Linked DNA regions of Mus musculus: regions 2, 3, 4, 5 and 6 are each linked to region 1. A link is a contact called in public HiChIP or PLAC-seq and promoter capture Hi-C data. All regions are on one chromosome and are shown on one strand. Each heading gives the region's core, a stretch centred on a gene start, on an enhancer-like site or on the middle of the called end of the contact. The rest is flanking DNA. Distances are from core to core; before and after follow the strand shown. Region 1 holds the start of Hspa1b (heat shock protein 1B). Region 2 holds the start of Ring1 (ring finger protein 1). Region 3 holds the start of Ppp1r18 (protein phosphatase 1, regulatory subunit 18). Region 4 holds the start of Flot1 (flotillin 1). Region 5 has its middle 6.1 kb from the start of BC051537. Region 6 holds the start of H2-DMb2 (histocompatibility 2, class II, locus Mb2).

What was found. HiChIP or PLAC-seq counts read pairs in DNA pulled down with a chosen protein or histone mark. Capture Hi-C pulls out chosen DNA fragments and counts their contacts.
Region 2: a promoter capture Hi-C map of adipose tissue shows a contact between it and region 1, with 2.4 times the contacts expected there. The contact joins the promoter of Ring1 here to the promoter of Hspa1b in region 1. A contact is called at or near these places in 3 of 39 promoter capture datasets (liver and pre-B cells), 2 of 484 Hi-C or Micro-C datasets (B cells and rod photoreceptor), 8 of 115 datasets of contacts at active chromatin or transcription factors (bone marrow-derived macrophages, embryonic midbrain, embryonic stem cells and 4 more) and 3 of 9 other capture datasets (adipose tissue, liver and macrophages).
Region 3: a FOXA1 HiChIP or PLAC-seq map of pancreatic cancer cells shows a contact between it and region 1. The contact joins the promoter of Ppp1r18 here to the promoter of Hspa1b in region 1. A contact is called at or near these places in 2 of 39 promoter capture datasets (the 3T3-L1 cell line and hippocampal neurons), 1 of 484 Hi-C or Micro-C datasets (B cells) and 2 of 115 datasets of contacts at active chromatin or transcription factors (microglia and pancreatic cancer cells).
Region 4: a FOXA1 HiChIP or PLAC-seq map of pancreatic cancer cells shows a contact between it and region 1. The contact joins the promoter of Flot1 here to the promoter of Hspa1b in region 1. A contact is called at or near these places in 1 of 39 promoter capture datasets (the 3T3-L1 cell line) and 1 of 115 datasets of contacts at active chromatin or transcription factors (pancreatic cancer cells).
Region 5: an H3K4me3 HiChIP or PLAC-seq map of pro-B cells shows a contact between it and region 1, with 3 times the contacts expected there. The contact joins the enhancer-like site here to the promoter of Hspa1b in region 1. A contact is called at or near these places in 4 of 39 promoter capture datasets (the 3T3-L1 cell line, the C10 cell line, hippocampal neurons and 1 more), 1 of 484 Hi-C or Micro-C datasets (adipose-derived mesenchymal stem cells), 6 of 115 datasets of contacts at active chromatin or transcription factors (astrocytes, bone marrow-derived macrophages, effector CD8 T cells and 3 more) and 3 of 9 other capture datasets (adipose tissue, macrophages and pancreatic islet).
Region 6: an H3K4me3 HiChIP or PLAC-seq map of bone marrow-derived macrophages shows a contact between it and region 1, with 6 times the contacts expected there. The contact joins the promoter of H2-DMb2 here to the promoter of Hspa1b in region 1. A contact is called at or near these places in 4 of 39 promoter capture datasets (the C10 cell line, frontonasal cranial neural crest, hippocampal neurons and 1 more) and 2 of 115 datasets of contacts at active chromatin or transcription factors (bone marrow-derived macrophages and embryonic hindbrain).

Annotation. Positions count from the first base shown.
Region 1 is chr17:34,956,732-34,961,836 of GRCm38.p6, forward strand. Hspa1b (heat shock protein 1B) reads right to left here and starts at 2,507. Exons shown (of 1, transcript NM_010478.2): 1 at 1-2,507. The coding sequence starts at 2,276. The coding sequence ends at 348.
Region 2 is chr17:34,022,243-34,027,347 of GRCm38.p6, forward strand. It overlaps Ring1 (ring finger protein 1), which reads right to left and starts at 2,438. Exons shown (of 7, transcript NM_009066.3): 1 at 2,268-2,438; 2 at 2,047-2,176; 3 at 1,051-1,211; 4 at 737-952; 5 at 54-443. The coding sequence starts at 2,124. It overlaps Mir219a-1 (microRNA 219a-1), which reads right to left and starts at 2,850; the gene lies at 2,741-2,850. Mir219c (microRNA 219c) reads left to right here and starts at 2,770; the gene lies at 2,770-2,829. H2-Ke6 (H2-K region expressed gene 6) reads right to left here. Exons shown (of 9, transcript NM_013543.2): 4 at 4,961-5,053; 5 at 4,774-4,859; 6 at 4,609-4,693; 7 at 4,421-4,463; 8 at 4,154-4,228; 9 at 3,791-3,983. The coding sequence ends at 3,967.
Region 3 is chr17:35,864,485-35,869,589 of GRCm38.p6, forward strand. Ppp1r18 (protein phosphatase 1, regulatory subunit 18) reads left to right here and starts at 2,131. Exons shown (of 3, transcript NM_175242.1): 1 at 2,131-4,301. The coding sequence starts at 2,751. It overlaps Nrm (nurim (nuclear envelope membrane protein)), which reads left to right. Exons shown (of 4, transcript NM_134122.2): 4 at 27-916. The coding sequence ends at 308.
Region 4 is chr17:35,820,525-35,825,629 of GRCm38.p6, forward strand. Flot1 (flotillin 1) reads left to right here and starts at 2,833. Exons shown (of 13, transcript NM_008027.2): 1 at 2,833-2,977; 2 at 3,283-3,339; 3 at 3,603-3,678; 4 at 3,755-3,845; 5 at 4,042-4,185; 6 at 4,309-4,428; 7 at 4,907-5,002. The coding sequence starts at 3,297. It overlaps Ier3 (immediate early response 3), which reads left to right and starts at 1,189. Exons shown (of 2, transcript NM_133662.2): 1 at 1,189-1,404; 2 at 1,514-2,387. The coding sequence starts at 1,195. The coding sequence ends at 1,786.
Region 5 is chr17:34,098,903-34,104,007 of GRCm38.p6, forward strand. No RefSeq gene overlaps it. Among named protein-coding and RNA genes, the nearest start is that of BC051537, 6.1 kb to the left of the region's middle. Within about 2 kb of position 3,054, at least 148 of the 459 cell types and tissues checked have an H3K27ac peak or open chromatin away from gene starts, as enhancers often do. A contact at or near this core is called in adipose tissue, bone marrow-derived macrophages, effector CD8 T cells and 3 more, where this site is marked.
Region 6 is chr17:34,142,814-34,147,918 of GRCm38.p6, forward strand. It overlaps H2-DMb2 (histocompatibility 2, class II, locus Mb2), which reads left to right and starts at 2,436. Exons shown (of 6, transcript NM_010388.5): 1 at 2,436-2,657; 2 at 4,838-5,105. The coding sequence starts at 2,603.

The DNA of each region.
Region 1 (5,105 bases), core at 1,257-3,756:
TAGACTATATGTCTTCCCAGGCTACTGGAACACTGATATAAAAATTACAAAAAAATCTTTAGACTTTACACATCATTAGCTATAAAACATAATCCCCTGGTACAGTGCACAGTGCTGCTCCCAACATTACTTTGAATATATTTGAATATATATATATATATATATATATATATATATATATGCATACAAAATTTAACAGTCAACGCAATTACCTTAAGAAAGACTGTAACTTTAAACTGAACCATGAAGAAGACTTTAAATAACCTTGACAGTAATCGGTGCCCAAGCAGCTATCAAGTGCAAAGAGTCTGTTTTCTAGACCACACCGGGAGAGCCAGCAGAGGCCTCTAATCCACCTCCTCGATGGTGGGTCCTGAGCCAGAGGCTCCTTTCGGCGGCGCCTGGGCCCCGAAGCCCCCAGCCCCAGGAGCACCCGCACCCTGGTACAGCCCACTGATGATGGGGCTGCACACCCGCTCCAGCTCCTCCCGCTTGTGCACGAACTCCTCCTTGTCGGCCAGCGTGTTGGAGTCCAGCCAGGAGATGACCTCCTGGCACTTGTCCAGCACCTTCTTCTTGTCAGCCTCGCTGAGCTTGCCCTTGAGACCCTCGTCCTCCACGGCGCTCTTCATGTTGAAGGCATAGGACTCGAGCGCGTTCTTGGCGGCCACCCTGTCGCGCTGCACCTCGTCCTCGGCCTTGTAGCGCTCGGCCTCCTGCACCATGCGCTCGATCTCCTCCTTGCTCAGGCGGCCCTTGTCGTTGGTGATGGTGATCTTGTTGGCCTTGCCGGTGCTCTTGTCGGTGGCCGTGACGTTCAGGATGCCGTTGGCGTCGATGTCGAAGGTCACCTCGATCTGCGGCACGCCCCTGGGCGCCGGCGGGATGCCGCTCAGCTCGAAGCGCCCCAGCAGGTTGTTGTCGCGCGTCATGGCCCTCTCGCCCTCGTACACCTGGATCAGCACCCCGGGCTGGTTGTCCGAGTAGGTGGTGAAGGTCTGCGTCTGCTTGGTGGGGATGGTGGAGTTGCGCTTGATGAGCGCCGTCATCACGCCGCCCGCAGTCTCCAGGCCCAGCGACAGCGGCGCCACGTCCAGCAGCAGCAGGTCCTGCACGTTCTCCGACTTGTCCCCCATCAGGATGGCCGCCTGCACCGCCGCCCCGTAGGCCACCGCCTCGTCCGGGTTGATGCTCTTGTTCAGGTCGCGCCCGTTGAAGAAGTCCTGCAGCAGCTTCTGCACCTTGGGGATGCGCGTCGAGCCGCCCACCAGCACCAGGTCGTGGATCTGCGCCTTGTCCATCTTGGCGTCGCGCAGGGCCTTCTCCACGGGCTCCAGCGTGCCGCGGAACAGGTCCGAGCACAGCTCTTCGAACCGCGCCCGCGTGATGGATGTGTAGAAGTCGATGCCCTCGAACAGAGAGTCGATCTCCAGGCTGGCCTGGGTGCTGGACGACAGCGTCCTCTTGGCCCTCTCACACGCCGTGCGCAGCCGCCGCACCGCGCGCTTGTTCTGGCTGATGTCCTTCTTGTGCTTCCTCTTGAACTCCTCCACGAAGTGGCTCACCAGCCGGTTGTCGAAGTCCTCCCCTCCCAGGTGCGTGTCGCCCGCCGTGGCCTTCACCTCGAAGATGCCGTCGTCGATCGTCAGGATGGACACGTCGAACGTGCCGCCCCCCAGGTCGAAGATGAGCACGTTGCGCTCGCCCTTGCCGGTCCGGTCCAGCCCGTAGGCGATGGCGGCCGCCGTGGGCTCGTTGATGATCCGCAGCACGTTTAGACCGGCGATCACGCCCGCGTCCTTGGTGGCCTGCCGCTGAGAGTCGTTGAAGTAGGCGGGCACCGTGATCACCGCGTTGGTCACCGGGTGGCCCAGGTACGCCTCAGCGATCTCCTTCATCTTCGTCAGCACCATGGACGAGATCTCCTCCGGGAAGAACGACCGGCTCTCGCCCTTGTAGTTCACCTGCACCTTGGGCTTGTCGCCGTCGTTCACCACCTGGAAGGGCCAGTGCTTCATGTCGGACTGCACCACCGCATCGCCGAACTTGCGGCCGATCAGCCGCTTCGCGTCGAACACGGTGTTCTGCGGGTTCAGCGCCACCTGGTTCTTGGCGGCGTCCCCGATGAGGCGCTCGGTGTCGGTGAAGGCCACGTAGCTGGGGGTCGTGCGGTTGCCCTGGTCGTTGGCGATGATCTCCACCTTGCCGTGCTGGAACACGCCCACGCACGAGTAGGTGGTGCCCAGGTCGATGCCGATCGCCGTGTTCTTGGCCATGGCGCCGCGCTCTGCTTCTGGAAGGCTGCGCTCCGCGGCGTGGATGCTCCGGGGAAAGTTGCGCTCCGCGGCAGGGATGCTCCTGGGAAGGTTGCGCTCCGCGGCGTGGATGCTCTGGGGAAGGCTGGTCCTGGCCGAGGATCGGGAACGCGCCGCTCGCTCTGCTTCTCTTGTCTTCGCTTGTCTCTGGATGGAACCAGATTTGATTCTGAGTAGCTGTCAGCGTCTGGTGCCCTGCTCGCCGCCCTGCGCCTTTAAGGAGTCTTCACCGGCCCCGCCCACTCTCCGCTGGGCCAATCAGCGAGCCGGAGGAGGCCTTGGGGCCAGGAATCTTCCAGCAGTTTCGCGTCTGGTGGAGCTTCCCCGCCTCCCTTGAGTAATCGGAGTTGTGGGTTCCGCCCTTGTCCAGAACTCTCCAGAGGTTTCTGGGGTTCGCTAGAGAGTACGGATTCCTGAGGGGGAGGGTGTGGGGAAGTGCTGGTGCTGCTATTGACACTGTTGCGGAGGCGACGCAACTTCGGGGTCCCTGTGGGTGAAGCTGTTAAGGGTCAGCTCCTGAAGGTGCTGGGTGGTGAGAGTGTGGGACTCAGACCAGGGAGGGAGTTTAAAGTGTACAAATCCTTCCTACAGGATGGCGGACGCAGAAAGTTTCTCAAGAGAGGCGGGATAAGGCTTGGCTAAAAAGTCTGTGATTGGGTCCTGGTTTGAGTGACAGCGTTGGGCAGGGGCGCCTGTGGAATGCTTGCTTGTCCATGTCTCCCCCTCCCTCTTCATTTTAGGTTTGAATAGGGAAATAGAAGAGATCTTGCAGTATAGTTCATTTGTTTTGCTGTCTTTACATCACGGTTAAGGTAGGAGTAGGCGGTACATCGCCTATGGAGTTCTCACAATTTTATAAGGAAATCAGCGTGAAAATACTTGATTCTCATGTTAGGAGGACCTGTGACTCAAAAGAGGAAAAAGGAAAGTGTCCCAGGACCCGGAGAGCAGGGCTTAATCGACCGTGCCAGGCTGTAGCCACTCCCTTTGCCTCAGGCTGCAGCCTGACATTAGTAAGAAAAAACTTTCCATAGACGGTGAGGCAGAAGGACTGTAGAGAGTCCAAGACCAGCCTCCGTTATAGAGGAACCCTATCTCAAAAGATTAAATAAAAATTGCTCTTTGCCAAGCACCACTGTAGGGTCTGTGCTCTGCTGTAGTAAGGTCAGGTTAATCAACAGTTCGTTGGTTCTTCTGTCTGTGTCTGCCGTCTCTGTCTGTTCACCTCTTTTAGAAGAGATGGCGTGCCCTATCCTCTGATAGCATCTTGCCTCACAGTGCCCTGCGAACTTTCCGGTGAGATCCTAAGCCTGGGTGTTGGGGCCCGCCTACTAATTCACCCTATTAGCTTTTTGTCCTAAACATCACTTTCTATGCCTGGTCTACCCTCTCCCTTTTAATTATAAGTACATTTAGCTGTCAGTGATGTCCCCTTTTCTCCTTCTCTGCCCCTCCTTTCTCCTCCTGTGTAGGAATTAAAGACCCCCTAGTCAGATGCCTTGAAACCACAGTATGAGGTTACTGGGTATGGTGGCCCACCTCTGTAATCCTCATGCTTTGGAGGGGCGGGCAGGAGGATGAAGAGTTTGAGGCTAGCCTTAGCTACATTAGAGCCTCTCTTTCAGAAAAAAAAAAAAAAAAAAAAAAAACAACGTAGATAACACCCATAGCAGAGAGAGACTGTTAATTGTCACATACACACATCTTTTTCATATTAAACTTTTTTTTCTTTTATTTTGAAATAGGGTCTTACATAGCCCAGGCTGGCCTTGAACTTACTGTGTAGCCAAAGCTGATCTTAAACTCTTGCTCCTCTAGCCTTGACTCCTAAGTGCTGGAATTCCAGACAAGCACTACAAACTACACACACAGGTCTCTGAGTGTGAATTGGAGGAGGCAGTTTCTGGAGGGAGCCCTGCTTTTAAATACAACTCCATTGGCCTGCCTCTCTCTCTCTCTCTCTCTCTCCCTCTCTCTCTCTCTCTCTCTCTCTTTCTCTCTCTCTCTCTCTCTGTGTGTGTGTGTGTGTGTGTGTGTGTGTGTGTGTGTGTGTGTACATAAGTCCATATCAGAATATCTCTTCTGGGAATCCAAGGGCATTTAGTTGTCTGTGCTGTAGTTTGCTGATCTCAGCCAGTGTTTGGAAGATGCTGCTTCATAGATCCTCTGTTTGTGTGGGAAGAATTGGCCAGCAGCAACTTGTTCCATAGTTAGACCTGATGAATTCAGTTCTAATGAGTCACCACCCTGATCTAGTCAAACTGGTTAAACTTCAAAAAATTTTCCATTACTCTGTGCACCTCTGGCTGGGGATTCCTCCAGGAGTCCATGTTAGTTAGCTACCTAGTCACTTCTGGAGACTTGCAGACTCCCTTCCCTTAGAGGCCTCTCACCACCACCTGTGACCACTTGGGTTTACTCTTACCCTGTCAATCAGCAATACATAGAACTCTCTTTTAAAAGAAAATTTGAGTCAGGGTCTCATTCTGTAGCACAGGATATCTGGGACTGTGTGCCTGGAAGCTGGCCTTGAACTCAGCTCCATCCTCTTGTCTCCCCACACAAGTGCTAGGATTAACGGAAACAGCTGCTGTACTCAGCCCATGTCCATTTCTCCACAAGAAGGTATTTGAAATTTTGTCTGTTCTCTTAGCCTGGGTACTTCTGAGGCAGAAGCACAGTGGTAGGTTTTGTTGTTGTTGTTATTATTTTAAGATTTATTTATTATATGTAAGTACACTGTAGCTGACTTCAGACACTCCAGAAAAGGGCATCAGATCTCGTTACGGA
Region 2 (5,105 bases), core at 1,188-3,687, 930 kb before region 1:
TTCTGAGCTCGAGTTTCCAGGTGGTCTGGCTTTGCAAAGGCAGGGCTCCTCACCGAGTCTGGCAGTACTCTCCTTTCTCCACAAGCAGGGGATGGGGCCGGAACACAAGCTCAATCTCTCCACCGGGCTCTGGAGGGCTGGGGGCCCCAGGAGGGCTTGGGGGCCCCAGGGTTCCCCCTCCCAGGGTGCCGCCCCGGTCACCAGAGTCTTCAGAACCGGCACCCCCGCAAGCCCCACCAGCAGCCCCACCCCCTGTCCCTACACTGCTGGCCCCTGCACCCGCTCCGCGGGGTCGCTTGGGAGCAGGGCCTGGAGCAGAGTCTGGGGCGGAGTCAGAGCTTACATCCTCTCCATCCCCTTCTCCCTCCCCAGGTTCTCCTTCCCCCCCACTCATTGTGGCGGTCTGATCAGATCCAGGCATCGGCCGCCTCACACGCTGGGCCCTGCAGAAACAAACACTCCAGGTTATAAAGAGCAGGATTCAAGCCCTTAGTGTTAAACTTCAGGGGGAGCCCCCCCCAGGCCGTGGCCCTACTAGTGAGGCTTCCTGCTTCTATCTGATGGCTGGAGACACAGGCCTAAAGAGGGCTGGCAGAGGTTAGCTTGTTTGAGAACAGACACTTCCCTCAAATCCCAACGTCAGCTGCACGGTCGCCACCTGGCAGCTCGAATGCAGACTATCAGGCCCGTACTCCAGACAAGACCCATGGGTAACAAGGTCTCTGGTTCTCCACACCTGTGCATGGCCTGCATCCGGAGCCCTTCCTCGATACTGGAGCTCAGCGCCTGCTGGTTGTGCAGGCGGCTGAGGCGGATGAGCACCCGGTCCTGATGGGCCTCGTATTCCTCCCGGCTAGGGTAGATTTTGGAGATCAGGGCGTCGAAGTTGGGGTCCGGCCGTAGGGACCGCTTGGATACCAGCTTTTTCCGGCAGGTAGGGCACTCCTTGTTCCTGGGTGTGGGAGGAAGGGAGCTCTGTAGGGCCAACTCCCATCATGGATGCCCAGGCTGACCCGCCTGGCCCCATGGCAAACATGTCCCTCCTGTTACCCGCTCCGCAGGGCGGTGACGATGCAGTCCGAGCAGAACCTATGCAGGCACTCCTTGGTGGTCATTGTGTTCTTCAGCATGTCCAGGCAGATGGGACACATGAGCTCAGAATGCAGTGACCGAGGCGAAACCGCAATCTCTGTACCATCCATGATGGCTTCCTGGGTCATCAGAAGGTGGCAGTGGGTTGGGGGAAGGGGACTTTAGAGGCAAGCTTTGAGAAAGGTAAGAACCTGGACAGCCATGCTGACCAAACTGATGGGAATTCTGGGATGGAGGAGACCAATGACTTGGAGATTACCAGAACAGAAGGGATGAGGGCCCATTTACAAGGAGTTTTGAAACAGAAAGGCCAGGGTTTGTTGAGAGGACTAGGGCTGGGAATGGCACAGATCTATGGGTTGGAGGATATTTATGCTACAAGACTTCTTCATTTTTTGTTTGCTGTTTTCAAGACAGGGTCTCCATATGCATGTATTCCTGGCAGGCCTCTAAGCAGGCTGACCTCAAACTTAAGAGATCCACCTGTCCTGGCTTCAGGAGTGCTGGGGTTAAAGGCCTTCGCCATCACATCCGGCCTCAACAGGCTTTCTTAAAACTCTAAAGAGCAAGACTACCTAGACTAGAAGTTCAGGGTGTCTGTCAAACAGATTCCGATGTCGTCCCAGCGCACGTGAGTCAGAAAACTGGAGAGGGAATTATATTTAAGCTCGCAGGATGAATATATATATGTGTACATTGACATGTGGCTGTTGAGATGGGACAGGGCCGGGACGGTAAGTTCTGTTTACCGTGCTTCAATTAAAACGGTGATATCTGCTGTACCTCGCTGCCATGGCCACTTTGAGGGGTTAAATCGGATCAAATGAGGTAGGTGTTTTAGTGCTTTGAGAAGATAAAAGGTGATTCAAAGACAGAGTCGGGCCAAGAGTAGTGTGGCAGGGAGGGAGAGGGCTGGTGGGAGGGGGTAAGCTGGGGCTGGAAGATCCCTGTCACCTGCGGGGTCCGGTGCAGCTCATAGAGACTCAGTTCCCACGTTTTGCTGGCATTCTGTGCATTCGCCGGCGTCGTCATGGTGACGGGGCACAGACCCTCCCCCTCCAAGCGGGGCTCCGCTGAGAGAGGTCTGCGGAAGGGGGTGGGGGGAGACGCTGTCGGGGCCGCCCCTCTGCAGACCCCGCCCCCTGACCCTGGGCGTGCGCCCCGCGGCCCCTCACCCAGCTCCGGCCTTCGCGCTGCCCTGCTGCGGGCCTCTCCCCAGGAACCCCGGGGCTCCGCTGCCCTGGTCCGCTCGGTCCGCAGCTGCCACTCACGCCGCAACCCTTGCTGCCACCGCCACCGCCGCCATGGCCTGGGCGCCGAGGCTCGACGTCACTTCCGCCCTCCCTGTATCCCACCCCGCGACGGAGACGTCACCGCCCTCGCGCGCCACGCGCGCCGTGGAACCGGGTTCCCCCTCCCCCGCCGGGCGCGCGGTGAGCCGGCCCGGTGGGTGCTGGTGCATGTGGAGAGCCCGAGGGCGGAGGATCCCCTCCGTGGCGCTGATCCCCAACTTCTCTCAAGCCGGGCCTGAGAACCCCGGAAAGCCGGCCGCAGCTGCACCTCTGCTGCTGGGTGCGCGCCCTGAGATCCTAGGGCTGCGGCGGGGTCCCGGGTGTCCGGGGACCGTCCCGCGCTCCGCCCGGCCTCTCCCCCTCGAGGTTTGGGGGCGGCGGCTCGGGACGTCCAGACGCAACTCTCGGCCGGAGCCAGAGACTCGAGAATTGCGTTTGGACAATCAGGAGCCGCGGCCCGGGACGGGGAGAGAAGCGCATCGGAGGCACCGGGGATAGAGACGCCGCGCGGAAGCGGGGACACCAGATGGGGCGGGCCCCTGGGGGGAGTCGGGGAGCACACGAGTGAATGTCTGGCGTGGGAAAGTAGGCAAAGCCACTCCGGGACTCGGAGTGAAGGAAGCGGACGAGAAGGAGAGAGAAGGAGAAGGAGCAGGGCCATACCGGTTGAGAGCCGGTTCAGAGTCGGGAATAAGGGGCACAGAGGAAGAGACCGTGATGGGTATTCGTCCCCCCCGCCAGCCTGTGCAGCGGCTGCCAGGGGGTGTCCTATCTCTGGGACAAGTTAGCAGTGGGTCCCCTCGCCCCCCAACCCAGTTACCCCCTACTTCCCTGTTCTCTCCTTCAGTCCGTGGCCAGTCCTTATGTGGGCACCAGAGTCGATTAGCAAGGACCCCCTCCCCTTCCTCCTCCTCCCAGCCCCCTCCTTCTGCTCTCCTCCAGCCCCTTTCATCGGCTAGTCCATTCCCCTAATCCTGGCCCCCTCCCCTAATCCCCCCCATCCGACCCCAGGCCGGCTGCAGCTATTGTAAGGTGGAGAGAAGGGAGGGGAAAAGAGAAAGGAGGGGTGGGGGAGGGCCACCTGTTCCAAGACCCCCTTCCAAGGCCAGACTGGACACCAGGATGGGGCCAAGAACAAATCACCCTTGGGGTCCATAAGGAACTCGGGGAATGGGGGTGGGTGACTGGTGCTGCAGAACCAATGAGAGGGGGTGGGGGCAGAATCCCCTCCCTCTGAAAAGACCCAGAGTGTCACGCATACACAGTGACATACACTCTTTCCTCTCACACCCGGCGGCGGGGGTTGCCCTGGGAGACCAGGCAGTGAAAGGGAACAATCCCTGGAAAGGGGAGAGAGGGGGAGGTGGGGAAGGGTCTGAGGGCTTGGACACAAGAAGAACCGGAGGTGGCAGGGAAGAGGATTTGGAATTTATTAGGGTCACAAGCACCCCTGCCTTCCATATTCAGCATGCCTGAGCCACACACTGCCATCTCTTTTGTAGCCTGGGAACTTAGCGTCCTCATCAGCAGGAGGGCCAGGCAGTGGTGGGGGAGTGAGCAGAGTCCGGCTTCCATCAGGCAGTTACATGAAAAGACCTCCTGAGAGGGGCAGAGGCATTGGGACAGGTGCATGGGTGGGGATGTAGGCACCCACTTCTGTCCCTGGTCTAAAGAAGGGATGTCTGCTCTGCAGGCTGCAGGAGCCCCTCACTTTCTCATTACAACCTGGGTTCTGTTTTCCTGTCCTCCTCCCCATGAAGGCCTCATACCACTGACTTCCACGGAGGCCCCTGTGATGTATCCACTGTCTTCAGATGCCAAGAATGCAACCACATCTGCCACATCTGTGGGGATGGTGGGGGAAGGGCAGTCTTACTTCCTTAGATACAGATTGACTATCCCCTCTACCTTACACCCCCCCCCCAAAATCCTAAACCTACACCAATCATTAATCCCTGTGCGACCTTTTCAGTACTATTACAGATTTAAGGCTCTGTTCAAGCCCCCACCAGACCCTTTTTGCAATCCATGCTCACCCTCAGGGTCCCCCATGTGTCCCAACGGAATCATTGCAGTTACCTGTAAGGAAACACTCACGTGGGTAGAAGTTTCTTTTATGGACTTCCCCCCCCCCCTTACTTTTTCATCCCTCATTATGTACACGTCTGTGCCCAGCAATCTCTCTCAGAGACCTCTGACAGACTGCCCTCCACCCACAGCCTACCTTGTCCTTCACTTTCTCTGGCATTTTCTGGGTCATGGGCGTTGCAATGAACCCTGGGAGGACCGAGTTACATCGGATTCCATGTCTGTGAGAGGAAGAATGGATGCTGACCCCGGGAAGGACACTGACTCTTCTTCCCTTAGCAAGGTCCCCAGTCTGACCCACCGTCCAAGCTCCCGGGCCGCAGTCTGGGTGAGCCCAATCACTCCTGCTTTGGACGACGCATAATTCGTTTGTCCGATATTCCCCACCTACAGTGAGTCAGAGACCCAGAGTAAGTCAGGAGTCGTCTACAGGGGAGCCGCTTCCCAGCGCCCACGTGGCTAGCTGGCCTGGCCCAACTCATCCTGACCTTTCCAATGATGCTACTAATGTTGATGATGGAGCCACGACCGCCACTGGACACTAAAGCCTGGGCTGCAGCCTGAGTGACTAGGAAGGTGCCCTGGCACGAGAGGGTAACAAATTAGGCAAGATCAGCTGCGGTGGCAGCCTTC
Region 3 (5,105 bases), core at 881-3,380, 910 kb after region 1:
GAGTTCCGTGATGTTCTCTCTTCCAGGTTTATTACCATGTGCTGGGACTGGGCGAGCCCCTGTCCCTGAAGTCTCCTCGGGCTCTGAGACTCTTTTCCCACCTTCGACACCCAGTGTGTGTGGAGCTGCTGACTGTGCTGTGGGTGGTCCCCACCTTGGGCACCGATCGGCTCCTCCTGGCTCTTCTCTTTACCCTCTACCTGGGCTTGGCTCATGGGCTTGACCAGCAAGATCTCCGCTACCTTCGGTCTCAGCTACAAAGAAAACTCCACCTTCTCTCCAGACCTCAGGATGGGGAAGCAGAGTGAGGAGCTAGTTCTAAGCCCTGAATTTACTTCCCACCTCAAAATCAAATCCCTTAGTATCCAGACGGAGTTTGCTTCAGACCGCGGAGGAGGTTGGAAGTCATGCCCTGAAGGGGCTGTGCCCTCTCCTGCTGGAGAACTCAGTTCCTGAATCTTGATCCTGAATTCTTATTCAAAGTTTCCTCCACTGGTCTTCAAGATCCGCCTCTCACCAGCCAAGAATGGTTACAAAACTCATGAGTCTCCTTTTCTCTTAGAGCATGACCTCCACACACACTGGGTCAGTTCACACAGGGGAGCACCTCAGCTCACACTGGGGAGCACTCACTCCCCTGGCACTGTTATTGGCTCTGCACCTCAGGGATTCCCTTCCATGTTTCCACCTCAGGGAGCTATGTCAGGGCCTATCTGAAAGTTTATAAGTAGTGGCTCTTTTGTACCGCGGCTGTGCTTCCTCCCCACTCCTGCCTTAGTTTCTCCTTAGGTCTTTCCCTACAGCTCTGTGTGGTCTCCTAAGGCGACGTCTCCCGATTTTAACTCGGGTTGACTCAGGGCTCCCTGCTCTCCCAAAGGATATGCGCTGCAGAAAAAATAAAATTTTATACATATGATATCCACTTGTCTGTCCATGACTCTCAAGCCGCAGAACCAATTGTGGGAAGGAAGATGAGACCTAGTTTTTGCGGTGATAGCCGAGCACTCTAAAACGATCGCAAGGCTGGGGCCACACCCCATGGACCCGCCCCATCTCTCAGTCGTCCAGTCCTGTTCCCTCCAAATATTAGTTTCTCCGCGTATAAATCAGGGAACCCACGGGAGACAGAATAACTCTCTGGGAGGAGAGCGAACTCCCAAAGCCATTTTGCCTCAGACCCCAGGGCCTGGCAGCCGCCTTCTCTGCCACGGTAACAAAGACTGGCTAGGGAAAGAAAAAGCGTGGGGAGGAGCGGCGAGAGATGGGAAGGGCGGGTCCGACTCCAAGCAGCTGCCGCTTCCTCCCCATGTCCCTCAGGGGGCCTGAGTCACGGGCCGCCGCCCCGGGTCGGCCAGCTGGAGAAGTGGGTCTGGACACCCCGCTTCTTCGGGGCTGCAAGGAAGGAAGCGGGTGAAGGTCTCTGGAGACAGACAACGGAGAGCGAGGGGATAGCCACAGCAAGAGAGAAGTCCCACCAGAGTCCACGCGGGAAGGAGGGCAGCGAAGCCCCGCCCTTCGCCGGGCTCCTCCCTGCGCCCCCTTCCCTCGCCCCATTGTCCGTAGACAAAGCGGTCGCCGCCCCCGCCTGGCCCCCAGTCTGCGTCTCCGTCCCTCCTCTTAGGCTCCCTCTTCCCTCCTCCTCTGTTTCCCTCCCTCCCTCCGGATCTCCCTTCGCCTCTCTCCTCCTCTTCCTCTCTCCCGACGCCTGACTCCACTGCACCTCCTCCTAGGGACCCCGAGGCGTGTAAGTTGACTATGTGGCTCCCACTTTAAGAGAAGTGCCTCCTGGCTCCAGATCTTCCCTGGAGTGTCTCCCCTTTTGCATAGATTGTCCCTTCAGTTCCCTCTGGTGCACAACCCTTTGGGTCAAGGTCCCCTGAGAGCCGGCTCCCTGGTTGGGGAAGACAGCAGAGGCGTGATGTGGGTCCTCGTCGCGCCCGAGTTCTGGAGCGTATCCGGTGGGGAGGCCGGCGAGATTGTAGGGACTGAACGCGGCTGGACGCCAGGGTTCTGGGAATGTACGGGGCTGCACACTTGCTCGGGTACCAAAAGTCCCCAAGGAGGGTATTTCCCCTGACCCGCCTCGGGGGCGGGAAAGACAGTGGGGTAGGGGCCGGACTGAGGGGCGGGGCCGAGCGCAGCCGGGAAGGCAGCCGGGAGCTGCGGGGGCCCCGTGCGAAGAGGCGCCGGCGCCCTTGCCTGTTTCCCGGTCTCCCCTTCTACCCTGGACCTCTGCCCTCTACATCTGTCCTCACCTCCTCACCTCCTGCCCGATCTCCTCGCCCTTCGCCGTCTGGTTCCCTGTTCTTCCCGTTTATCTCCCCCTGCGTACCGGGGGAGGCAGTCTTGACTGAATCCGCTCACTTCTCAGCCCCGGCTCCTCCGGCTCCTCTCTCTCTCCTGCTTTTCCTCTCTCCCCTTTCTTATATCTTAGGGACGGTCTGGTGCCCACAAACCCCAATCTAGCTCTGCCTCTGCCCGGAATCTCGACTCTTCCTCTCCCACTATCCCCACCCCCAACTTGGCACCCAGCTTTTCTCTTCAGTTTTTCAGTTCCTGACTCTTTTGCTGTCCTTCCTTTCACGGCCTTCCTCTATCTTCATTCTTAATTCCACTGTCCCCTCCTGCCCTTCTTCGTCCCTTCCCGCATCACTTCCTCCCCCAACCCCCATTCTCAGTCTCCGGGCTCCTCTGAAGCTTACCCTTCCTGTTCCTGTCCCCCAATACTCTCTCCTTCACTTCCAGTGACCATGACCGCTATCCCAGATTGGAAGCTACAGTTGCTAGCCCGGCGGAGGCAGGAGGAGGCAGCGGTTCGTGGCCGCGAGAAAGCAGAACGGGATCGCTTGTCCCAGATGCCAGCCTGGAAGAGGGGAATCCTGGAACGACGCAGAGCCAAGTTGGGCCTGCCTCCTGGAGAGGGGAGCCCTGTGCCTGGGAATGCTGAGGCTGGACCTCCAGACCCAGATGAATCTGCTGTCCTTTTGGAGGCTATTGGACCAGTACATCAGAATCGATTCATCCAACAGGAGCGACAGCGGCAGCAGCAACAGCAGCAGCAGCAGAGAAACGAGGTGCTTGGTGATAGGAAGGCTGGGCCTCTGGAGGTTCTAGAAAGGAGATCAAGTCCTGGTAATTTAAGAGATCAGAGTCCTAAGGGAAGAGAGTCCAGAGAAGAGAGGCTAAGTCCCCGGGAGTCCAGAGATAGGAGGCTGGTGATAGGGGGAGCCCAAGAGTCAAGTTCGAGGTCTCTTCGAGACTGGAGGCAGAGCCCAGCAGAGGCCAGAGACCTGAGTTCCAGACCAGCAGAGGCTCAGAAATGGAGGCTGAGCCCTGGAGAAACTCCAGAGGAGAGTCTGAGATTAGCGGGTTCTGGAGATGACAGTCCCAAGAGAAAGGAGGTGTTGGAAAGCATTCTGAGCCCTGGGGAGCCTGGTGACCAGAAGGCCAGCCCGACAGATGTCCATAAATGGAATCTTGACTCAAGAGAACCCCAGAAACAGAGCTTGATACAGCTGGAGGCCACAGAGTGGAGGCTGAAGTCCGGTGAAGAGAGGAAAGACTACTTGGAAGGGTGTGGGAGAGAGGAAGAGAAATTGAGTTCAGGGATTGTTCCGGTGACAAAGGAGGTTCAAGACATCACCTCGAGCGAAGTGGAGACTGCTGAGCAGAGACCCACTGAAAGCTGGAAATGGACCCTAAACTCTGGGAAGGCTCGAGAACGGACGACCTGGGACATAGATACACAAACTCAGAAGCCAGATCCTCCAGCATCTTCAGAGAAGCACCCAGGACCTTCTGGTATGGAGGCTGAAGAGGAGGCTGAGAAGGAGGAGGCGGAGGCTCAGAGCAGGCCTCTGAGAGCCCAGCAGAACCTCTGCTCTGGGCCCTCCCCCCTCCCACCAGAGCACTCTGGGACGGAAGGCTCCAGACAGCAGGAAGAGGAAGCGGCAGAACCCCGGCCCCCAACACCAGCCCCTCTGTCTCCCCCACCCTCGGCCCCAACTGCCCCCCAACCCTCTGGGGATCCCCTCATGAGCCGTCTGTTCTATGGGGTGAAACCAGGACCGGGGGTGGGGGCCCCCCGCCGCAGTGGACACACCTTCACTGTCAACCCACGGAGGTGTGCGCCCCCTGCCAGCCCAGCCCCTCCAGTCAACCCTGCTACAGCTGATGCTGCAGGGTCTGGATCTGGGAAGAAGCGGTACCCAACTGCAGAGGAGATCTTGGTGCTGGGGGGCTACCTCCGTCTCAGCCGCAGCTGCCTTGTCAAGGGGTCCCCTGAAAGACATCACAAACAGGTAAGAGAGCTACCATGCCTGACTGGGTAGAAGTCTCTTTCTAGTTCTGACTGGATGGCTTTTTTATATGTGTGTGTTCTTGTCTTCTATTCTTTTTATTCCTGCCGACTCCCTTCCTCCCCCTGCACACACCCTTCCTCTGGGTAGCCTTCCTTTGCCATTCATTTTGGAGCCCCAAGGATTCTGTTCTGCACTCAACTGCTGTGTTGGGGTGTGTCGTTTTCGGGTGTGCCCTGCCTGTTTCTTCTTTCCCCACTCTCTCGGTCCCCTCTCCTTTTCTTCCTCTGGGCTTTTGACCCAGTTAACCCTCTGGTAAGAGAGAAAAGATAACGTACCTGTGAAGGCGTGTGAAAATAACCCAGGGGGACAGAGAAGGTTGACGGAGAAGTTCAGGGAAGTTGGAATGAAGGTCTCAGCCCCAGAAGGAGGAGGGGGTCAAAGCTAATGGAGGACATTCCAGAACAGAGGTGGGGGGTGGGTTGGGGTGATGGAACAGAGCTGGCTGAAGGAAGAAGGAGTTTAGACCCCAAGTCGGCCCCCACTCCTGGCAAGAAGAGGCCATTTGAAGTGGGTGACTTCAGGGTTGCCTACCCCTCCCCCCAAACTGGGCAAATGTTAGACAGTGCTTCCTTCTCTCTAGGGACAAGAAAAGCCTTCTCTTCCAAAATATCCCAGTCCCTTCCCCCATCTTTCCTCCCTGGGCTTCCCCTCCCCCCACAGAACTGTCTCAGCCTCGGGGGTTTTTTCCCCCTCTGTTCCTGCTACCCTGGCCTCTCCCTCCCCTGGGGTAGAAACAGAGAGAAG
Region 4 (5,105 bases), core at 1,583-4,082, 860 kb after region 1:
ACAAGTGCTGGGATTAAAGGCATGCACCACCACGCCCAGCGATATGTCTCATTTTTACTTTATGCATATGAGTCTTTTGTCTTTGAGTATGTATGTGTACCACATGCATGTAGATGCCTACAGAGATCAAAAAGGGAAAAGGGCATCAGATCTCCTGGGACTGGATGCGAGATGCCACTTGAGTTCTGGAAACTGATTCCAGGTCCTCTGCAAAAGCAGCAGTGTTCTTAAGAACTGTGCCACCAGTGTCTCCCCCCCCCCCCCTTCTATGTTATGGTTTTGGTTTGTTTGTTTGTTTGTCGTTTGAAACTGGAGCTTGCTTTGCTGTGTCTTCCTGCCTCCGCTTGGCAGGCTGGGAAGAGGGCTGAAGTTTCATGTTGTGATGGGTAGTTTCCACCACACTTTCACTCGGACTGTTAGAGGTGCTCAGAAATGTTGACTTCTGTGTTCAGGGAAAGCGGTCTCTCAAGCATTACGGGGATCCCGTGGGTTCCTAATGGTGCTATTGACGACGGGCACAAAGTCTCATAATTTTAGAAACTTCACTTATTTTGTGACCCACCTAGTATGGGGCAAAGGCAGGAGCTTCGGACTTCCTGTCTTCCCTCTATCCCTTTGAATAGCGTCTCGGGAGTGTCCCTAAGTAACCATTGCAGTTTTGTGTCCGTGTGCTCTGTTGAAATCTCTGTGATGTGTGTATGGTTTTCACGTGAACGGAGGCAGGCAGAGCCCGGTCTGTGGGTTCTAGTGTGTTCTTTATCTTCTTGGAAGTTTGTGCAATGACTTCCCTCCTGTTTCCTGCGCATACCTCCAAGTAAGTACGTGAATGTGTTTTCTGTGGTCCCTTGATCTTGCTGGACTTCACTAAGGAGGGTGGCTGGACCATCTGCTACGTGTCTGAGAGCCCCTCTCTAGCTACCTCATGTCCGGACGTGAGCTTACTCCCAATGTTTTTACCCACAAGCATTCACTACTCCCAGGAAAGAACGTGCACTGGGGCACCTAGAGAATAACCAATCAAGGCTCCGCCTACATTTTGCTTCCTCCTTGGAATTTCCAGCCCCTTGCAGCCAACTGCTCCCCAGCTGCGAAGGGCGGAGTTCCCCCCGGCCCGGCCCCTTCTTTGGCTCTATAAGTAGCTCTGCTTTGCGGGGGATTTGCACTCCTCTACACTCTCTGCACAACGTCTAAATTATGTGCCACTCGCGCAACCATCTCCACACCATGACTGGCCTGAGGGCCCCTTCTCCAGCTCCCTCCACCGGCCCGGAACTCCGGCGGGGCTCTGGTCCCGAAATTTTCACCTTCGACCCTCTCCCGGAGCGGGCCGTGGTGTCCACCGCGCGTTTGAACACTTCTCGCGGGCACCGAAAACGCAGCCGAAGGGTGCTCTACCCTCGAGTGGTGAGTATCGCCCGAGTGGGCATCAGGAGGTCGCGTCGCCCTGGAACTTGTAGGTAACAACTAGGCGCAGGGACCTTCGATCTGACGTTTCCCTCTTTTATCTGCTCAGGTCCGGCGCCAGCTACCAACCGAGGAACCCAACATTGCCAAGAGGGTCCTCTTTCTCCTGTTCGCCATCATCTTCTGCCAGATTTTGATGGCTGAAGAGGGTGTGTCGCAGCCCCTGGCTCCGGAGGATGCTACCAGCGCCGTGACACCTGAGCCCATTTCTGCGCCCATTACTGCGCCCCCGGTCCTCGAGCCTTTGAACCTGACCTCGGAGTCCTCGGACTATGCGCTGGATCTTAAAGCTTTTCTCCAGCAACATCCGGCGGCCTTCTAAACGCGATGGGTCACAGTCCGAAGAAACAAAGGCACCATGGATGGGTACCTGGTGCGAGAGAACGTATCCCAAACTGGGATTTCTAAGGCAACGCTAACTCAGAACACTACCGCCAAGAGACACCGCGGGTCCTGGCTAGGCCCACTGGGGACGGACAGAGACTTTCTCCGTGTCTAATTAATATTTATGTATTTATGTATATCCTCCTAGGTGAAGGAGGGGTGTATGTAATATTTATTCTAACTTATGCAGGGGTGCGAGATATGCCTCCCTGCTGTAACACAGATATTTATTACGATTTATAGGGTCGGTAAGACAGAGTTGTGGGAGGGAGGACCCGGGTGGTAGGACTCCCAGCTTGGGGATTAGTCTGGGGGGGGTGTAATAAGATTAGGGGTAACACTCCGTCTTCCAGCACTTCAACTCTGTAGTCTGTTGTAAGGCTTTGGAAGACCCTTGGGAATCCGGCCTTTGATGTCTTCTGGTTGCTTCTCAGGGGCAGCTGCAGGAGTCTTGGGTCCATGGATTGTCAGAGGGCGGCTGTCTGGGGTCGCCTAGTATGTATGTTCTGTGAACACGAATAAACTTGATTTGCCTGTCATTATTATCTGCAGTTCTCGAAGTGTATCATTCAAGCGGGGGGGAGGGGGGAGTGGCGGGAGGATGTGACTAGGTGCCCAGTCCTCACCCTTTCTTGGGTCCTGAACTCTTTCTTGGAGTTACAGACCTATATCCGGTCACCGGATGCAGTCATACATTGCTGGGTGTGCGGTTTTCCCAGTTAGAGAGTGGTGTGGCAACCTGCTTACTCATGGCAGGCGGCGGGTATTCAGGAACCAGAGTGGAAGGGCGTGGCCTCGGTTGGGGGCGGAGCTTCCACGCCAATGCTTCGAGCGGGGGGGGGGGGGGGTTGGTTGTTGGTGGGGGGGAGAATGTCTGGCATCCCCCTGGGCTGCCGAGAACTGTAGTGCTGCGGACCCGAGCGGAGCCTGCCGGGAAAGGGGCGGACCGAGGGGTTGGGAGGGGGCGGGGTCGCGTCTGTTGCTGCAACAGGGTGCGGCCGGGTGGGGGGCGCAAGTGCAGCTTCCACTAAGCCGGGTGTCCGAGCAGTCCCCACCCCGTTCTGGGGTTCTGCGGGCCTCCGCGCTTCTCAAGACCCCGGTGGGGTTGCTTACGGGGACGTTCCGGAAGGTGAGTGGGGATGGGAGGCGGAGCCTTGGGCTACTGAAGAGCCTGGAGGCTGCGGAACTGCTGCAGACCCCTGGGCGCGGGAGAGCTTTGTGTGGTAGAGGGGCTAGGGGGCGCGGTGAGAGGAAGACTGTGAGAATCAACTGGCACAGAGGAAGAAGTCCGGGGGGGGGGTGTCTTAGGACTGTCACAGGGGCGCTCAAGGGACTGGGCGGTGGCAGAGGCAGTTGGTGCTCCTGATAGGAGGGTAAGGAGGTGCCACAGGGCCCCTTCCCCTTTGCAAAGGCTTCCTCTCTATTCCTCTCCAGCTGCAGCTTCAACCATGTTTTTCACTTGTGGCCCAAATGAGGCCATGGTGGTCTCCGGTAAGTCTCCTCCCAGCCAGTGACACCCACCCCACGCCCTCCCTTAAACCTGACCTATGCCCCCTCCTGTCCGCACCAGCTTCCCAGCCCTTACGTTCTGCCTGCGACGGCCACAAACCACCTGTGATTCCCAGCCTCCAAAGCATAGAATTCTCCCCACCCCCACCCCCACCCCAGCATCCAGATTCTCCTCATGGGCGTTCCACCTTTTACCCCAATGGTCTTCAGCTTTGCCACGGTCACATTATGCCCCCACAATACAGGGTTCTGCAGGAGCCCCCCAGTCATGGTGGCCGGAGGCCGAGTGTTTGTCCTACCCTGCATTCAGCAAATCCAGAGGTAGGTAGCAACAGAACCCAGGAAGGGAACCCATTTTCCTCTCTCTCTCTCTTACTGTCTGCTCCTTTTCCCCTAGGATCTCTCTCAACACACTGACCCTCAATGTCAAGAGTGAAAAGGTTTATACCCGCCACGGGGTCCCCATCTCAGTCACGGGCATTGCCCAGGTGAGGCTCTCAGAGCCTTCCTCCCAAAGCCCACCCCCACCTTTCTCCTGGCCATTAAGCACCTCTGGCCGTGGACTTCTCAACTCTGTCTTTCCGCTGGTCTCACCTTCAGCCGCCGCCCCCAAGACCCCTAGCTCTTGCTCCTCCTCTCCTTGCTTCCACCATCATACCCTTTCTATCTCTACTACGGCCGCAGGTGAAAATCCAGGGCCAGAACAAGGAGATGCTGGCAGCTGCCTGCCAGATGTTCCTGGGGAAGACAGAGGCGGAGATTGCCCACATTGCCCTGGAGACACTGGAAGGCCACCAGAGGGCAATCATGGCCCACATGACTGTGGAGGTAGGGCCAGGGGACAGGAGAAAACCTGGGTGGCATGTCAGGATGAGAAGACCATGACAGACCAGCTCACCTGTGACAGGTGATGAATCTGACTGCCCTCTTCCTACTGTTCTTTCTCTGTAGGAGATCTATAAGGATAGACAGAAATTCTCAGAGCAGGTTTTCAAAGTGGCCTCCTCCGACCTGGTCAACATGGGTATCAGCGTGGTTAGCTACACTTTGAAGGATATTCATGATGACCAGGTAAAAATAGTCGGTCGAGGCAGACTTGATAGCTGGCACCTATAATCCCAACACTGGGGTGGGGGCGGGGTGGGGGCCTAAAGCAGGAGGTCATCTGGGCTACATATGAATTCCATTCCAGCCTGGGCTACATAATGAGTTCCGGACTAGCCCTGGCTATGAGATGAGATCCTGTCTCAAAACAAAACAGCCTGATGTGGTGGTGCAGGCCTTTAATCCCAGCACTCAGGAGGCAGAGGCAGGTGGGTCTCTGTGAGTTGGAGCTCAGTCTGGTCTACAAGGCAAGTATGAGAGAGACCTGTATAATAAACCTTATCTCAAAGAACAGAATGTGATTAGTGATAGAGCAGTGACCTAGCCTAGTGTGCTGGGGGCCCCCCGGCTCCATCCTACACCACAAGACAAACAAAAGCCAAGGCAGTTGATCCTTCCTGATCCCATCTCAAACCCTCCTGAGACTGATTTCCCTCTCGCACAGGATTACTTACACTCGTTAGGAAAGGCTCGCACGGCACAAGTCCAAAAAGATGCTCGGATTGGCGAAGCAGAGGCCAAGAGAGATGCCGGGATACGGGTGAGGGAGATGGGGCTGCTCGGTCACCACTGGCTTGCTAGATTCTCAGGGGACAAGGGCACAGGGTGGTTGGAAGGTCCAGCTGAGTGTGGTGGGCCAAGCC
Region 5 (5,105 bases), core at 1,804-4,303, 860 kb before region 1:
CTCACGTTCACACCTGCACTCCCTTCCCCACAGGGTGAGGAGCCTCCTCAAACTCTGACAACTTTAACCTTAGCTCTAGAAACTCCACGAAAATAGTCGCTGTGTAAGTCACAGCCTTCACTTGTATGTTTGACTTTGCATAAGTTATGCTGTGTGCCCAGATCCTGCCTGCCAGTCCCTCAAGCCCAGATTAAACGTCAGTACTGTGACACCTTCTGCCCCGCCCCATCCATTCTGACTCTCACTGTGGAACGCAACACGCCCTGGTGTCTGTCTTTTACACTACTTGCACCTTTGTAACAATGAAAGTCTGTGCTTGGTATCCCAACACTTGACACAGTGTGCTTAATTCTGCTTAACTTGTTCCCACCTCAGCCTGCTCCCTCTGGTCTGCACTGGTTTCTCCAAGCTGACATGTGATCAAGGGGTCACTTTTTCACAGGTCACTTTCTCACTGGAACAAAGCCACACTAGGTGACACTCTTCTTCCACCAAGCTGTCTTTGCTTCTGTTTTGAGACAAAGTCTCCCTAAGTTGCCCAGGCTGGCTTTCTACTCCTTGTAACCCAGGCTGGTCCTAAACTTGAAATCCTGCTTCAGCCTCCAGTAATTGGGGTTTCAGGCCCAGGTTGGTGAGTGCCTTTCATACGTAATGATTTTGCATCTTATTCATAAAGTCAAGAGTTTGGAAACATCTTTAAATCTTAAAGCTGGCTCAAACCACCCCAAGCTACTGTTAGCCCCTCACAGTTGGAACCTTTCTTTCTCATGGTTATTTAAAGGCTCCGTGTGTGCCTCAAAGTACACAAAGTTAATGAGGCCCCAGAGTACCCCCCCTTTTCTGGCCTTTGGCCAAAGTGCTTATTCCAGCAAGCTGAAGTTTATTCCAAGCAGGAGTGCTGTATCCAATCCCGCACGGTTCTTAGTTGCTGCTGTGTAGAGCCGCTCTTACAAGCAACACCTGTCAATAAAAAAAGCCTCTGGCCAATGATGGCCAAGGTGGGAAATAGGAGGTGGAATATTGGCAGGAAGAGAGACAGATTTCTGGGAGATAGAGGCACGAGAGATTCAAGGATAGACGCTGAGGAAGAAGTGTCCCGGACTGACGGAAAGGAGGCCAGAATACAGGAGACATTCGCCCAGGAACGCTGAGGAGATGGACAGACAGAAACCAGCATTGGATAAAGAGGAGATTTGCCCTGGGACTCGGAGGCGTGAAGCTGAGGAGAGGTAACTAACCATGTGGGAAACAGAATAGAAGAAAAGAGATAATAAGTTAGGAGCAAGTCAGAGAGCAAGCCGAAGTTTATGGCGTAGGCATTTATTAACAAATAATTAGCCTCAGAGTCCTCATTCTGGGAGCGGGGGCTGGGAGGAAACACTTGGATTTATTTTTCACATTGCCGTTTCCGGGATATGAGGCAGGAGGAGCCTTTGGTAAGAGGTGGTCCTGCAAAGGTGTAGCCGGCCTTGTCCCCTGTCTCCCCTGGGGCTCCTTGGGTGCAGGGGGTGGGGCAGCGGGTTCTTAAGACCTACAGACTGTAGTGCACTCTAGGCTAGGAGAATCCCCCTAGCTGCCTTGTGTTCCAGTACCCTTACCCATATTTGGGACAGCTGATGTAGTTAGTAGTTAGCAGGGGAAATTTGGGAGATTCAAAGCCAGAAGAGGAAGGGTCTCTGAGATGACATCACTGTTGCCTTGTGCCAGAAGCCTAAATCCAAGGAAAGATCAAGGAGAAGTGTTATTCTGCCTTACAGGCCCCCAGTCTCTTTCCTCACAACCACCATCACTTTATATAGGAGGAAAGGCCCATTCACATGACTTAGCTTTCAGACAGACAGCATGGCTGTCAAGCTCTGTGTGAGGGCTAGGTGCACCTATCCCCTGCACCCCTGCTACCCATAGCAAATGGAGTCACCATGACGGTAGGACACATAGCAGCAGTGCTGGCAAAGGCCCAGGATGTTTGTCCCTTCCTGAACGTGACTCCTGTTGGCAGGCTCAGCAGGAATGGATGGGAAGAAATGGGTGACATTGGAAACTGTCAGGTCCTGGAGTCACCAGGGAGATCTGAATGCACTTCCTTCATCCGTCTCATCTGTGATGTCCCCTTGTCAGACTTCTTAGAATAGCCACTAAGGCTGGCTCTGCCCCTCACATCCCTTCACCACATTTGGGACTCTGACTCGGGCAGTTTGGGATTTGGCTTCATCTTGTGGTTCAAGATCACTGTAGGTACTGACTGCCTTCAGTAGAGGTAATCCTGGTCTCAGAGACACCTCTTGGTATACCTGTTGCCTGAAAACTACCTGCCTACACCAGTCAGACCTAGTTTCCATCCTCCAACCCCCCTCTTTTTCAGACTTTTAGCATAGTCTGTTCCAGGTCCCCTCTTACACTCTGCCTGGAAACAGTCATCACAGCCTTCGTGTGTTCAGGATGTCATACCCACGAGGTGGTGTCTCATAGCCCCTCCTCAACCCCAGCCTCAGGCTCTTACCTTAGTCTTTCTGTCCCCGTTCCACCATGTCCCTTAGGCTTGGAGGGGGGGTAATATCAATGTCTCTCTTAGGGCTGAGCCATTAGCTGTCATTCGTTCCAGAACTTTGTCCAGTTAAGAGTATGTCCTGGCCATTGCCTACCATGAAAAGCATCTTCTCTGGCCACAGACGGGGCAGAACCAATCTGGCAACCTAAATGCAGTTTGAAAGCAGCTTTGCTCTAAGACCATTTAGCTGATGTTAGCAATAAATCCCCACCAGGGGGCGCTCGCGTGTGTAGCTCTAACTGTGAACTTGACACAGCATAGAATCAACCCACCAAGCCCGGGGACACAGGGCCATCCCAAGGCAGGTGGCCGCGCCTGTATATGAGAGCTGTGAGGCAGTAGGCAGCGTGCCTCTGTGGTTTCAGTTGGGAGCTCCAGTTTGAATTCCCGTTCTTACATCCCTCCATGACGGACAGTGGCCTTCAGGTACAAGCTGAAACAAAGTCTCTCCTCCCCAGGAGGCTTTTGATCACAACAGCAGGAAGAAAAGCAGAACAGGAACTGAGAGTGACGACAGTATCCGCCCTGTCTTGAGCGCTTCTCAGGGCTTCTTGGCCAGCAACACACAGGGAGAAAACCCACACTTGGCAATGGGATTTCGGCTTAGAGATCTATGGTTTCTGACGGGTGGCATTATTCATCTCTGCATGGTATAGCCAAGCCTTCAAAAATTAATTGTATCTTTTAGTTAGTTCATTAAGTGGTTGTATTATTATTATTATTATTATTAGTTTTGTTTTTCAGGACAGGGTTTCTCTGTGTAGCCCTGTTTGTCCTGGAACTCAATTTGTAGACCAGGCTGGCCTTGAACTCACAGAGATCTCCCTGCCTCTGCCTCCCGAGTGCTGGACTCACACCCCACCCATAAAGTCTTCTCATTTCCCTCATCCTCACTGCCATTCTCATCTCAACCTTTTTAGACCTATCACTCCCCCCTTTTCATATCACATGCAGTCCTCCTGCCCCTCTCCCCAGGAACACAGCCGGTGCCCACAGAGGACAGAGAACAGGTCAGATCCCCTGGGACTCCAATGACAGGTAGTTAGGAGTTGCCATATGGGTACTGGAAACTGAGTCCTAAGTTTATGGAAAAGCAGACAGTACTCTTAACTGCGGAACCATCTCTCCGGTCTCATAAATGTTTATTTTAATTGTATGTGCATATAAATACAAGTATAAACAAATATTAGAAAAGGCCAGAGGCATCAGACCCCTATGGAGCTAGAGTTATGAGCTGCTCTGTGTAGGTGCTGGGAATTACACTGGCAGCCATTGCAAGAGCAACGGATATTCGAGTACTATACCATGTCCTATTTATGAGTCCAAGATGAAGACTGGTTTGTTTTACTGAGACGGGGTCTCACTATGTATCTCTGGTTGGCCTGTAACTCTCCATCTAGACCATTCTAAGCTCTAATTCTGAGAAATTCCCCTGCTTCCACCTCCCATGTTCTGGTGTTAAAGGCGTGCAGGACCATTTCCAGATCAAATACAGTTCTTTAAAGTGTAGCACATCTTTACATCTTTATTGTTGGCATCCGTTGTAATGTTTCACTTTCACCTATGAGCCTACTAAACAGGGACTTTCCTTCCTTCTGTTTAATTTGGCTAACGGTTTGTCAACTTTGTTTATCTTTTTAAAGAACCAACTCTTGGTTGCTTTTTGTTTCGTTTTCATTCTCTTCATTTCTCTCCTGCGAATTTCCCTTCTACTGCCTTTGGATTAAGTTCACTCTTGTTTTCCTAATGTTTTAAGGTTCATGGTATCGCTTGGGACAGCTCTGCTTGGGACGGTTCTGCTTTTGTAGCGGGGGCAGAGTGGAAACCTTCCAATCAGGACAGCCTTCGTTTTTCTTTTTTCTATTCTAGTACTTTAATTTTTTTTCTTGATTTTTTTCAATGACCTACTCATCCAATCTCCAAGTTATTTTTTCTGTAGTTTTTCTTGTGGTTGATTCCTAGCTTCGTTCCAGAAAAGAATACAAATGGAAAACGGAGCAATTTACCTTTCTGTATGTGTGTAGACTTTCTTCTTTAGAGTAAGTCCTGTGGCCAGCTGAAAAGACTGAGTTCTGTGCTGTTTGGGTGGAGTGTTCTGTAGATGTCCTTCAACGCCTTTGCCTGGATGACCTGCCCCTTGTTGCCAGTGGGGTATTTATGTCACCCACTGTTTCACTTTTTATTTGGTAGTATTTGTTCTAGGAAACCGAGGGTACTGCTGGTTTTTCACACTTAGAGTTGGAATGCCAGCTTGAGGGATGGTTTCTAGCATCAGCATGGCGTGATCCTCCTCATTCCTTCTGATGGGTTTAGTCTGGAGCCTGTTTGGTCAGATATTGGAACAGGAACTCCGTTGCTTGTTGCTTGGGATTCCTATGCCCACCTTTCCTGCTTGATGCTCCAGTGTGATCCTTGTATGCAGCAAAAGGGAAGCTCCTGTGCTCTGAGCCGCTCTGCTGGTCTGTGTCTTTTGGATGGTGGACAGAGACCACTAAGATCCAGTTATTTAAAGGTGTGTGCTAATTGTCAATTTGCTGGGTTTTGTAGTGTGTGGTGT
Region 6 (5,105 bases), core at 1,186-3,685, 810 kb before region 1:
CAGGCTCGGGGGCGAAGGGGAGTCAGAACTAGGCAGTACTGCCTTCCTCTCCTGTGAATTACCTATAATGCTTGGCACAAACCCTCAGTGTTAGCCCACTGCAGGCATGTGGGAGCCAGGCCAGGTGGAGAGGCAGGAAAGATGAGGACTGTGTGTGTGTGTGTGTGTGTGTTCAAGTAGTAGCCTTCAAAGAATGGTCCATGGGACCCTGACTGGAGGCCCTATTGCTAGCTGTGCTGGTAAACAGAAGCCCTCTGTGTGTGTGTGTGTGTGTGTGTGTGTGTAGAAGGAACCGCTTTGCTGAGCACAGGTCTCTGGGGCTTCCGTTTTGACTCTAAAACCCTCCGTACATGTTCACATGAATATGGAAGTGAAATCCTCTCCTACGGCTTCCTGTGGTGTCTCAAGAGGTTTCACATCTCCTTGACTACTGGAGCAGAGAGCTAGACTCCCGGAGGGGACTCCACTCAGTCCCACTGCCGTGGCCACGCCCATGAGGGGGAGGGTGCCCAAGTGAGGCTCTGCAGGCCTTCTCTCTAGGCTACAGGTAGTAGGCTCAGAGATGGGGTCAAGACTGGATTCCTGCAACAGAAGAAAGGCATACCAGGAAAAGAGGGCTTGGAGGCTGGGAGTCACTTGTATTGTTTTGGAGCTGTCTTAAGAGAAGGTAAAAGAGATGGGACTCCTGGAGCAGACGGAGCTCTGCAAATGAGCAGGTGTGTGTGGGGGGGTGGGGGGGTGGAGTGGGTTGGGGGGCGGAGGAGGGTGGAGTAAGCCTTTGAGGGGGTTGGGGTGACTGTGGCTCCTCTCTTCCCCTTTTTCTCAGCAGAAGTGTCACCAACTTCGGTTATCTGGGTTCTTCCCAGCCCAGGAGAGAGAGAGAGAGAGAGAGAGAGAGAGAGAGAGAGAGAGAGAGAGAGAGAGAGGAGGACACGTCCGTGAGTCTGTGTGTCTGTGAGTGTGTGTGACTGTGGGGTGTATGTATGGTGTATGTATGTTTGTATATGTGTATGCCTATATGTGTATGTATGTATATATGCACATGTGTGTGTGTTTGTGTGTTTATGAGATCAATGTAAGATTTCTATAGGCATAGAAGACACTATCAGTTTTGCAATTCACAGTCCAACAAAAGATGCACTTGCCATTTAAAATCTATCCTATTGTGTATGAGGCTCTGGGTTGAATTCTTAGCACAAAAAGAAAAGTGCACTAAGATTGGGGAGATGGCTAGGTTGGTAAACTGCTTGCTGCACAATTGGGAGTATCTGAGTTCAATCCCCAGGACCCACATTAAAACAAAAACATACAATACAAACAAAACAAAACGCCACAAAAAAGCCTGACATGTCTGTGCACAGCTGTGGTTCCATTGCTGCAGAGGCAGAGGCAGAGGCAGGTGTGTCCCCGGGCTTCCGGCTAGCTAGCCCAGCCTACCTGGCCAGCTCCAGGTCATCAAGAGACCCTGTCTCAAAAAACAACAACCAATAAGGTGGAAGGTGTTCCTGTGGCCTCTGCACACATTTGCACATAGGTGCATGCATGCTGTATACACACAAGCACCCACACACAGGAACACCTGTGCACATGTGCAAACACACTCAAGTGTCACCAGTAGATAATGTCCTTTCCAGGAGAATAGTAGGGGCACCACATCTCTACTATAGCATCTTCCTAATCCAGAGGTCAGCTCAACAGAGCGGAGCATGGGGCAGGGCACACTCAGGGAAGCAGAGACTCTGGAGGGGAAGACGCTTGAGCTTGGGCCTGAGGTCAGCTTTTGACCAAGAGCTTCAGTAGAACTGCCCCAGAGATGCGCGAGTGCAGGAAGATAGGGCGTCCTGGCTCCCAAAGCAGCTCCTACAGCCTAGGAGGAACGGAGGCTTGGTAAGCAGCCCAGGAGGGAATGGGGTTTCCAGGCTGGCCCCTGCTCTCTAAGGTTGGATTGCTTTCTGTCGTCCAGTCCTGCTCTGACACAAGGCAACTGTGTACACTATCTGTACCTCCTTCCTTCCCTACAGTCTTGCCTCTGCCACCTGTGTCCTCCTGAGTGACAGGACAGACCAGGGGTGTATGTACTATCTCCTAGGCAACGTCCCTTTCAGAGAGGAAGAAAGTTGTCTAGAAGTTTTTTGTTTTTTTGTTTTTTCTTTTTCTTTTTTCTTTTGGAAGTGTGTGAGATGAGAAAGTCAACCCAGGGGCAGGCCAGGGTTGTATTTCCTGGAAATGCTTCAGCGATCACCCCCAGGGACCTCAGGAAACCACCTAGAAGGTCCTGTTCTTAAAGCACAGGGCACAATGAGGTTTACCTATTAACCGATGATGCTAGGCTAAGTCACTTAGTGATTGGACTGACTTAACTACCCAGCTAATCTGACCACTCCCTTTAGGACCCCAGATTTGGTTGAGTGAGTGGGTACAAAGGAGGGGCTGAGTGACTCGGGGCCACATAGGCAGCAAGGAGCAAGGGGCCTGAGCAAGAGGTACCATATTTACCTCAGTGTGTGAAGATCATTTGCCCAGGCTGGGGCAGGAGAGAACCTGAGGCCCTTGCAGGAGGTGCCCAGGGGCCTGGCCTTCCTGCACCTTCAGAGAGTGGAACATGGCTGCACTCTGGCTGCTGCTGCTGGTCCTCAGTCTGCACTGTATGGGGGCAGGTAAGATAACCTCCTGAACCTTCTCTCTCCTGCTCCTGTTTGGGTAAAACATGTTCATTTTTGCTAGCTAACAGGTCTGAGTGCCCCAGAGTAGCCAGTCTCCAGACTATGGCATTCCTCCAGCCCTGTGCACTGTATTTTACAGCAATTTTAATAATGAGCCATTCTCATAGACTGTGTGAAGGATGTCCCTGTGGGGACGTAGGTTAGGACTGGGTACTGCTGGGTCCTGGTTCCTAACATGGTGCCTGGCATGACATAAGTGTTCTGTGGTATCAAAGTCAAGAATATTTCCAGCACAGAGCAAGACTGACTACTTCTTGACTCTGTTTCTTTCTCTCCTGTCCCCTTCCCTCCTCCTGTTGGTCTGTTTGTCTGTCTGTCTATCTATCTGTCTGACTGTAGTCTGTCTGTTTCTTTCTCATTGGAGACAGTCACGCTCTATAGCCAGACTTGCCTTAAACTCATGGCAATCCTCCTGCCTCAGTGCTGGGATCACAAGTATGCCAACCACATTACTCTATGTCCCTGTCAATAGTGAGGTGCTCTGCAGGTCTGTTTTGGGGTAGACAGCCATGCATGCCACACAGGAATCTTGGGTTGTCCTCCCTTGTCATCCAGTCTCACATACAGAAGCGCTAATTGTTTTCAGCCTTGTGCACATGAGCCTCAAGCTCGTCCCAAACCTATGCCCTGCCAGATGTGGAAGTCTATCACACCATATGATTTTGGTAGAAGAGTGGAATTAGCTTGAAAATGCCTTTTCTGAGTTTTGTTTGGTTGGCTGTTGTTAGGAAAGCCGGGTATACTAAGTTATTTAAATTTGTTACCTTAAGACCTTAGACCACTGCAGGTGGAAAGCAACAGCCTGATTTAGTGTCAGAGCCTTGGGGAGGTGGCTCAGCAATGAAGAGAACTGGGTGACTCTGCTGAGGACCCAGGTTCAATTCCCAGCACTCACATCAAGCACAAGAGGGAAGCCCCAGGATTACCGCGACTTCTGCCCAGCTTGGCTGAGTTAGAGCCCCTTGGCTTGGAAAATGGAGAAGGCACAGCGTCTGTGCAAATAGACCGTTATTGTTCATTTACTGCAAGAGTTTAAAAACATTTCTCTCTCCTGCTTCTCTGTTTCTGTCTGTCTGTATTTCTTTGCCTATCTCCCTGTCTCTGTCTCTTGTCTCTCTCTTTCTCTTTCTGTCTCTCTATCTCTGTCTCTATCTGTGTGTGTGTGTGTGTGTGTGTGTGCATGAGCGTGTGTGCACTCTCATCCGTGCTTGTCTGTGTGTGCACCACATCTATGTAGTGTCTGATGAGGCCAAAAGGGTCTCAGACTCTCTGGAACTGGGGATAGAGGGAGCCATTGGGGGTAGGTGCTGTAGTTGGAAACCTCAACTTCTGCAAGCAACATATACGTTTAACATCCAGCCACATCTCTAACACCATGAGGAATATTTTAAAGAACAAAGGGTTCATAGGAAGACAGCCAGGCAGAGCTCAGGTGCAGTAGCTTCTGCCCCCAAAAGGTAGGTGTGCCGATCCCCACCATATGAATGTGTTCACCGACTGGGAAGGTCTCAGGACCCCACAACCTGAGATCTTTAGGCTTCATCAAGTAGACAGGATTTTTTTTTTTTTTTTTTTTTTTTTTTTTTTTTTTTGGTTTTTCGAGACAGGGTTTCTCTGTGTAGCCCTGGCTGTCCTGGTACTCACTTTGTAGACCAGGTTGGCCTCGAACTCAGAAATCCGCCTGCCTCTGCCTCCGGGGTGCTGGGATTAAAGGCGTGCGCCACCACACCTGGCTGACAGGATTTATTTTTAATCCAGTCTCCAGTCCCCTCCCTGCTGCTCCAGATTTGAGATTTAAGTCTCAGGCTCCTAAAGATGGCTCCATCTTTCCACTGAAAGGCCCCACCCCAGGGTTCTGCCAAAATTGACCTCATTAGAACAAGGGACTCCATGGTCACTCAGTTTCAAGGGTTTCAGAGCTCTGGGTGAGGAACCAAGTAAAAGACTAGATATTAGGGCAGAAAATGCATCTACTCCCCTCCCCCCACCATAATTAGTTATAAGGGTTTTAGGAACTTTGTGTTAGGATCTATGAATGGGCAGAGGCCATCTTTGCAATCCTGCCATGCAGACTCTGACTTGCCTTCCTTCCTTTCTGTGACATCTTCCCCCAGGTGGCTTTGTGGCTCATGTGGAAAGCACGTGCGTGCTGAATGATGCTGGGACCCCACAGGACTTCACATACTGTGTTTCCTTCAACAAAGATCTGCTGGCCTGCTGGGATCCAGATGTGGGAAAAATAGTCCCCTGTGAATTTGGGGTGCTGTCTAGATTGGCTGAAATAATTTCAAATATCCTCAACGAACAGGAGAGCCTTATTCATCGCTTGCAAAACGGGCTTCAGGACTGTGCCACCCACACCCAACCTTTCTGGGATGTGCT